2 separate regions of the Mustela erminea genome follow, and region 2 is linked to region 1. A link is a contact called in public Hi-C data. All regions are on one chromosome and are shown on one strand. The core of a region is the stretch at or near the end of the contact, and the rest is flanking DNA. Distances in the headings are between cores, read along the strand shown.

What was found. A called contact is a pair of places that touch in the nucleus more often than the background predicts.
Region 2: a Hi-C map of spleen shows a contact between it and region 1, with 5 times the contacts expected there. The contact joins the promoter of MRPS28 here to the promoter of HEY1 in region 1. A contact is called at or near these places in 3 of 3 Hi-C or Micro-C datasets (fibroblasts, skeletal muscle and spleen).

What each region holds. Positions count from the first base shown.
Region 1 is chr16:30,988,342-30,992,656 of mMusErm1.Pri, reverse strand. It overlaps HEY1 (hairy/enhancer-of-split related with YRPW motif protein 1), which reads left to right and starts at 1,341. Exons shown (of 5, transcript XM_032316559.1): 1 at 1,341-1,839; 2 at 2,104-2,179; 3 at 2,306-2,389; 4 at 2,682-2,763; 5 at 3,680-4,315. The coding sequence starts at 1,751. The coding sequence ends at 4,263.
Region 2 is chr16:31,229,244-31,233,674 of mMusErm1.Pri, reverse strand. It overlaps MRPS28 (28S ribosomal protein S28, mitochondrial), which reads left to right and starts at 1,264. Exons shown (of 5, transcript XM_032316902.1): 1 at 1,264-1,513. The coding sequence starts at 1,298.

The sequences.
Region 1 (4,315 bases), core at 92-2,591:
ACAGCGACAGAAACGGTGAAGATATTTGCAAAAGTGAGAAAATGTTTCTTATCCTCAGTATCTATCAAGTGCTCCTTCAGTGACAGGACTGCAAGGTCAGCAGCCAAAGAACGGACCTGAGGGGAATACCAATTGCTCTGCTCCTTTGTAAGGGATAGAGAACCCTGGATTTCCAAATTCAAAACACCCATCCGGCTGCTTCCACAAATCCTCAAATAGGGCATCAGGCCAGAGATACACAATTTTCTCCCCCAGTATCTTCTGGAGGACTTGGGTAGCTTCGCAGAGATCCCCGTACACGCCAAGAACCCAAGCCGGAGATGTGGTGTCTGTGTGTGTGTGTGTGTGTACGCGCGCGTGTGTGTAAGGGTCAGAGACGTGCATTCCCGCAGAGAGGGCGGCCTCAGACGCAAATGCCCAGCCCCGCCACCCTGTCGCCCGCTGAGAGATCTGGCCGCCAAAGCCTGGAAACAAAAAACAACAACAGAAAAACAAAAAACAAAAAACAAAAAACAAAAAACAACAAAAAACCATAATGGATATCCCCAGGGGTCTTTTTTTTTTTTTTTTTTCCACCTAGTCAGCCGAGAAAACAAGCGTTCCACTTGGCCGGAAATTAGATGCACAGGGTACTCATTCCACTCTGGAGGATGGGAAGCCCTGCAGAAGCTAGGCTGGCTGCATGTGGGGACACGGTCCACCCCCAAAACGAAAAACGACATCCCCAGAAACCACGTCTTGCTGGTGGCCACTGCGGCGGTGCATGGGCTCTGCTCCCCGCCGGCGCCCTGCAGCCCCCACGGAGCGGCCGGCGCGCCACCCGGCCAGGTGCATCGGGCCCGGCTCCGCCAGCGGCGCGCGCCTCCCGCCGCCGGGCACGGGTGGCCCCGCAGCCGAGATTTACCGCGGCGCAGGGCGGCGGTTTCCGGGGCCGCCCGGCGCCCGGGCTCCGATTACAGGTTCACACGGGGGGCCCGGCCCGCGGCCGCCCAGCCTCCGCCGGCGCGCCCTCGCGCGGCCCCGCTCCCCCGCCTGCCCATTCTTCTCCATTCATGCGGACGCCCAGCGCCGCCGCCGCCGCCGCCAGCGCGGCCGCCGTCGCCGCCGCCGGCCGCCCGGATTGGCTGGCGGCCGTGGCGCCGGCACTTTCCCACGGCCCGCGGCGCGTGCGGCTCACCGGCGGCGCTGCAGGCGCGGCCCTGGCGTGCGTCCAGGCCAATCGGGGCGCGCGGGGCGGGGCGGGGCCGCGGCCGCCGGCGGGCTTGTGTCCCGGCCCGGCCTCCCCCGCCTGCCCGCCGCCGGCCCACAGCCGCCCGCGCCTCCTCTGCCCCCGCCCGCAGCAGAGACCCAGCGGAGCCCCCGCGGAGCCGACGCACCGCCGCCGGGCAGGGGCCGGCGTGGAGGGCGGGGGCGGGGTTCGCCCTCGCCCTGAGCCTCGTTCTGGTCCCTCCCCGGAGCGGCTGCCAATCAACGGAGCGAGAAGCCGGTTGGCGGAGGGGAGGCTGTTGCCCTGGAGCCGCCGCCCCGCCCCTCCGCCCCCTCGCCCGCCTCCTCCACCCCTCCTGCCCTCCCCCGGGACCTGAGTAGGGGCGCAGCGTGGGAAAGGGATGGTTGAATTTTAACCGGAGGCTGAGCGTGAGCGGGATCAGTGTGTGCAGAACGCGAGCCCCCGAGCGCGGAGAGGCGCCGCTGCTGTTAACTCCTCCCTGCCCGCCGCGCCAACCTCCCCCGCAGCCCCCACGCAGCCAGCATGAAGCGAGCCCACCCCGAGTACAGCTCCTCGGATAGCGAGCTGGACGAGACCATCGAAGTGGAAAAGGAGAGTGCGGATGAGAATGGGTGAGTTGGCCGCGGCCGCGCGGAAGGAGGCGAGCGTCGGCTGGCCGCGGTGACAGCGGGCGAGGGCCGGGGCACGTCGGTGCCCTCCGCTGACCTCTGCGCATCTTGGTCCGGCCGCCGTCCGGGGTGAAGGACCCCCGAAGCGCTTCCAAACCCAAGTTGCCAAAACAGCCTTGAGTGCGGGGAGGGCGTGGGGGAGACCCCTCATATCACCTCCCCTCGCTTAACAGCGATTCTTGTTTTTTTTTCCCTCCCTTCATTCAGAAACTTGAGTTCGGCTCTAGGTTCCATGTCCCCAACTACATCTTCACAGATCTTGGCCAGGAAAAGACGAAGAGGCGTGAGTCTCTTTACAGTGCTTCTTGTTTTGTTTTGTTATTAATTAATGGAAAGAACTACCTTGCTTCATTTTGAAATTTACAGTCTTGATGGAAATATCCCCCTTTGTTTTGCCTGCTTTCTACAGATCATCGAGAAGCGCCGACGGGACCGGATTAATAACAGTTTGTCTGAGCTAAGGCGGCTGGTACCCAGTGCCTTTGAGAAGCAGGTAATGGAGAAAAGTGCGTAGAGCTCTCACCGTAGCTGTCCACACCTTTGGAATCCTTACCCTCATTAATCTGAACCTCATCTGTGTCTCGAAAAATAACCATATTGCTTGTGCTAGAGATGAATCACATACGGATTCCAACATATTTTGCGAAGACAACCCATTTTGCTTTAGTTTGTACTTTTATGATTTAGAGAGCATATACATGCGTGTCTATTTTAATTTTTTCCCCCAAAGGCACTTGGTGCCAACTAATTTTTTTTTTTTCTTTTTTGGCCATATTCTTCTTTAGGGATCTGCTAAGCTAGAAAAAGCCGAAATCCTCCAGATGACCGTGGATCACCTGAAAATGCTGCACACTGCAGGAGGGAAAGGTACATGTCACTGTAGTGGCAAGTCTAGTGGCGGCCCTGAGTGTTCTGGATGGAAAGAGCAGCCGCTGCAGGCCAGCTTTGGTGCAGTCGCTGCCTTATTTTTTTGCTGCGTGGCTTGGGGGTAGGGAGAGAATGGTGTGGCGTGTACAGTCGCCGGTCAAGGCATTTGCAAATGCACATATTCTCCAGTGAATTCCTCACTCTAGTCCTCTTCCGGAGTGAGCTAATGTGCCTTCTTTTGGAGAATACCTTTTATGTGAGAGGTGCCCTAAAGTTGTAACAGTCCTGATTAAGATCAGGTAGATTTCACCACATTTGTTTATTGACATTTTGAGAAAAAGACTTTTTTTTTTTTTTTAAAGTATTATGGTCTTTATTTTATCGACAGCGTTAAAAAGTAAGCTCCTACATGACTCTTGAGGAAAGAAACCTGTTGTGGTTAATTAGAGAAAACCTAACAGAAGATAGGAGACCAGGGTCTGTGTGTCTGTCTCCAGCCGGAAAATGCTTTACTCAGGACCAAGTGCCTAAAAGCTCCATGATGATAACTTACATCTGTGTGTCTAATGAATTTCACTGTTCTGTGGTTTCTCTGTCCTTGATGTATTTTTTGTTGTTGTTGGGGGAAAACATTAAAGGAATGAACATAGTTTCATCTGCTGGTAGGGTATAATTCCACTTTCTGCTCAGCAGCTTCTAATTGGGCTTTGAACTTGCATTAGCAAAGACGTACTTCTCCTGTTGATTAATGCGAAGACTTTGGTTGACTCCCGAATATTTGGACCTTCATAAGAACCCGTGCATGCCGTTTTTAAGGCTGTACGTATTTATTTGCTAGGAAGGGCTGTCTTTGGTACTGAAGGCCTGCAGAGAAATGAGCAAAGCCTTGAGGTTTTTCTTTTGTTCTTTCCCTCAGGCTATTTTGACGCACACGCCCTTGCAATGGACTATAGGAGTTTGGGGTTTCGGGAGTGTCTGGCAGAAGTTGCCCGTTATCTGAGCATCATTGAAGGACTAGATGCCTCTGACCCGCTTCGAGTTCGACTGGTCTCACATCTTAACAACTACGCCTCCCAGCGGGAAGCGGCCAGCGGCGCCCACGCAGGCCTTGGACACATTCCCTGGGGGAGCGCCTTCGGACATCACCCGCACGTCGCGCACCCCCTGCTGCTGCCCCAGAACGGCCACGGGAACACTGGCACCACGGCCTCGCCCACGGAACCACACCACCAGGGCAGGTTGGCTTCGGCGCATCCGGAGGCGCCCGCTTTGCGGGCGCCCCCTAGTGGCGGCCTCGGACCGGTGCTCCCTGTGGTCACCACCGCCTCCAAACTCTCGCCGCCCCTGCTCTCCTCGGTGGCTTCCCTGTCGGCCTTCCCCTTCTCCTTTGGTTCCTTTCACTTACTGTCTCCCAATGCACTGAGCCCTTCGGCACCCACGCAGGCAGCAAACCTTGGCAAGCCCTATAGACCTTGGGGAACGGAGATCGGAGCTTTTTAAAGAACTGATGCTATAAAATGAGGGAGGGGAACACTTAAAATCCCAGCTGAGC
Region 2 (4,431 bases), core at 15-2,514, 240 kb before region 1:
AAGAAAATAAATGGCTTAAGTGCCAAGAAGGAGAACACCCTGAAGTAGAATCTTTCTTAAGCACCCTCGTGAACTTATGTAAGGATTACCCTAATTGGCTAGTAGTACTAAACTGCGTGGTGCATACAATTACACACCGTTCCAAGGTTAATGTGGAGAGCATGAGAAGGGGGAGGGTTAGAGGGAGAAGCAGACTCCCTGCCAAGCAAGGGAGCCTGATGGGGGACTCAATCCTGGGACTCCAGGGTCATGACTTGAGCCGAAGACAGTCGCCCAACCAACTGAGCCACCCAGGCGCCCCTGTAGTCCGATACTACTAAAAAAGGGCTGTGGTCACATAAAAATTCCTTCTGTCAAAATACTTGCAAATGAACTGTAAAGGGTCTTGTCATCTCCCCTAAAATAACTGGATTAATATAAAACTGATAGAAGATAGATGGACAGCTTAGTTTATCAACACTTGGTTTTGAAAAGGGTGGGCAAATTCCGGGAATTAACATTGACGAGGAAAAGGGAGAAAATCATGAATGAGGGTGGGAGTCTCTGGTGGCGTCTGTTTAGGCACATTCCGAAATGTAATGGAATTGTAGCTACCTACAGGAGACAAAAACGTCTTAGAAAGATTAATTTTTGAATGTCAGTGGATCTCAGAAGAGGCGGCAAAAGACAAACTTGGACCCAGGATTTCACACAAGTTCACTGAACCCCACTGTGTGCCCGGTGTCAGGGATCCAACAGCCAAGAGTTTACAAATTTGGGAAAGCAAAGAGAAACGGTGTTAAGTAAATTAATAGCAATTATGCAATAAGCAATTATAGCAATATTAAGAATGCTAAATGGTGCAAAGGAAACCCGGGGAATCCGACAATGTGTTTGGGGTTCCAGTTCTAAATAAGGTAATCACGGAGAACCTCCTGTCTGAGCAGAGACCCGAAAAACAAGCCTTGCGGCCATCCGGGGTAAAAGCCCATGAGGTGGGGCTAGCACGTCCCAGCCGTAATACCAGAATTTGCAGGAGGACAAGGGCCAAACGATCCTCTGAGGAACGAAATGCCTGCAAGTCAAAAACACTTTCCGTGAAAAACCTAGCAGATCGCAGCCAGTAGAGGACCCCTAGGCACCACCGATATAATTCACCGATTTTAGTAGAACCATTTCTCCGCACGCCCGCTGCCTACACAAGCGGCACTACACTCCCGCGTCGCCCGCGCTCCGGAGGAGGGTGGACCATTCGTTGCTCCGCCCCGTGGCCTGCGCGCCTGCGGAGAGGTCCAAGGTCAGAGGTTGCGGAACCGTCATGGCGGCGCTGTGTAGGACCCGTGCCGTCACTGCCGAGAGCCAGCTCCGGCGAGTGTTTCTCCTTTCTCGGCCGTGTCGAGGCGCAGGCACCGAGAGTAGCTCCGGGAGTGAGAGTTCCGATTCCACAGAGCCTAAAATGCGCCAAGGCGGCTTCGCGAGCGCTCTGGAGCGGCATTCGAAGCTGTGGCGGAAGGCGGAGCTCGGGGAGAAGACCGTGAGTGGCGGGAGCTCCTCGGAGACGCGTGGGACCCGGCTGCGGCTGGGGTTTGAGGGGAGCCCGGGCGTGGTGGGTGGCGTGGGAGTCGGGGCGGAGCCTGGGGAAGGGGTGGAGCTAGGATCTGGGGTGTGTCTTGGCCTTGCGGCGGGCTAGTCCGAAGAGAGCTAGGGGTTGGTGTTTTTCTCCATTTGTGGTACTTCTGTGCGGCAGGTACGTGCTGGACCTGCGCTGTCCGCACTCCTTTGCGCTCATCTTCCTGGGTGAGTGCTGGACGGGAAACCAGCAGGGAGCGCTGCCCGTGAGGCGGTCTGGGGCGACTCCTGGGTCTCAGAGACGAAGTGGACTCACACCGGGGAAGGACGGGGTCTCTGCCGGCTAGTTTTTTAGACCCAGGAAGTTCCAGCATGGAGCTTGGCGTCTGGCGTGCAGCGCTCTTTATAAATACTTAATTCAGTGAATAGTTGAAAGAGAATTACTGTCTCTGTGAACTTGAGCAGATGAGTTAACCGGTCAGTGCTTTGCTTTCCTTTTCTGTAAATGACAAAAAAAAAAAAAAAATTCCACATGTTTCAGGCGATACTTTGTAAAAATAGGGTAGAATTACTGGATAAGTGAAATGGAAGAGATCGGCATAAATACGAGTCACAGTTTTTTATTAGATTCAATAGACATGAAATTGGATGTCTGGCAATGTTAAATTATATAAAAATAAACGCTCTCAATTTCTATACGCATTTCTTTGGAGACCAGCACCCAACAGTTCAGAGCCTGGCAGTGTCCTGGATTATAGAAAATTTAGTAGTAATTGTTAATAGTTACTGATGGCAAAACTTTCCTAAAATCCAAGGATTAGAAGAAGCCCGTTTTATTAGTTTTCTATTTGCTCCCATAACAAGTTACCACAAGTTTAGTGGCTTAAGACAACACAGGTTTATTATGTTTAGTGCTGTAGGTGAGAAGTCCGATTGATGTGTCAGTGGGCTACAGTCAAGGTGTTGGAAGGTTTTGTTCCTCTCTGTAGGTTCTGGGTGGGATCTGTTCTTTGCCTTTCCAGCTTGTAGAGGATGGATGCAATCCTTGACTAACTGCCCTCCTTCTATCATTTTTAAAGCCAGCAACAGTAGATTGAGTCCTCACATCATATCAATCTGACCTCTCTTCCAGTTACAAGCCCTGTTGTGATTACTTTGAACTCACCCAGATAATGCAGAATAATCTCCCTGTTTTAAAGTTAACCGATTAGCAACCTTAATTCCATGTGCAATTTAATTTTCCTTTGTTATGGAAGGTAACATAATCACAAATTCCAGGGATTAGGATATGCACATATTGGGAAGGGGGGTGCATTTTTGTCTATCATACCTGAGAAAATCTTAAAATTCTAAAAGGGTGCTGGTGACTGACCTGAAACTGACTAATGGATGGATTTAAATTCATCCTTGGTGGATGTGAAGATTAAGTGTGGTAAAGTAGGAAATGTATAAATATAATTCACATTTCCCTTCCCCAAAATACATTTATAGGTAAGGGATTTCCTTATTTCTCATCTTCCAACATTTCTCACTTACACCCCTTCCTGCATGCTTTATTACCACATTCCAGACACGTTCAGAAACTACCAGAAAATAATTCTCAACCGCTGAGTTAATTGTGGCAAGAGTGAAATTACAACATCATAGGTAGACTGTTTGAAACGCCATATGGCGATCATACTTGGGGGTTTCACATGGTTAAAAATGTTTGTTTACTGAAGGAAACAACTAAAGTATTTGAGCATGATCTGGATTCCATTGCCTTCCTTTCCCTTTGGTTTTTCCAAGAGGAGGCTGGAGTGTTTCTTGGAAGTCCAGCACAGCTGTTAGAATTGTTCATTCCAGTTTAGGCTGAGTAGAGTCTCTCCGAGCACTTTTTCTTTTCCTAACACAGTTTAGAAAACATTATTTACTAGATGGAGGTTAAATGTATTTGGTTATGGGGTGCCTGAGTGGCTCAGTCAGTTAAGTGTCCGACTCTTGATCTCAGCTCAGATCATGATCTCAGAGTGAATTCGATCACCAAGGTGGGCTCTTCTTTTAAAAAAAACAACAAACATATTTGTGACTTGCGGTTCACATATTCAAGATTTTTCAACTTTACCGTTTAATGGAAGGAAGGAAAATTCCCTGGAGTGGAGGGTGTCGGGAGGCTGGGTTGTAGTCTCCATTCTAAGAGCTCTTAGCTTTGGAACATTTCCAGTTATGTGGAAGCCTTTACTCATTCTTAATTGATGCCACTGACTCCAGTGGTCATTATACTCAGTGGACAGAGTTAACTTCCCAAAGTTGGGCTGTGTAATCAGACTTAATGAGATGCTCTTTTTGCTTTGCTTGAGAATCTTATAAGCCCTTCTTCACACTGCCTACAAGATTAAATACACATCTCTCCATTACCAGCCTGCTGCCATTCAGGACCCAGTCAGTGCAGCCATCTTACCCGTTAATTTTGGGCAAGTTAATTAGCCTATCTTAGTTTGCTTTCTTATCTCAAAGTGGGCATAGTACTCTGGGGTTATGGTGGAGTTTGCATGAAATAATACATTTTTTAAAAAAATATTTTTTATGTATTTGACAGAGAAGGACACAGTGAGAGAGGGAACACAAGCAGGGGGCGTGGGAGAGGGCGAAGCAGGCTTTCCGCTGAGCAGGGAGCCGATGTAGGGGTCAATCCCAGGACTCTAGGATCATAACCTGAGCCGAAGGCAGACACTTAACCACTGGGCCACCCAGGCACCCTGAAATAATACATTTGAAATTGCTCTCAGTCCGGGGACTGCTGCAGAGTAAGCTTTAACTTAGTACATTTTAGCTTTGTGTCCTCAGCCATTTCTCCTCCAGTCTCCCGTCTTCAAGGAATAGTTTCACAGAGAGAGATGCTTC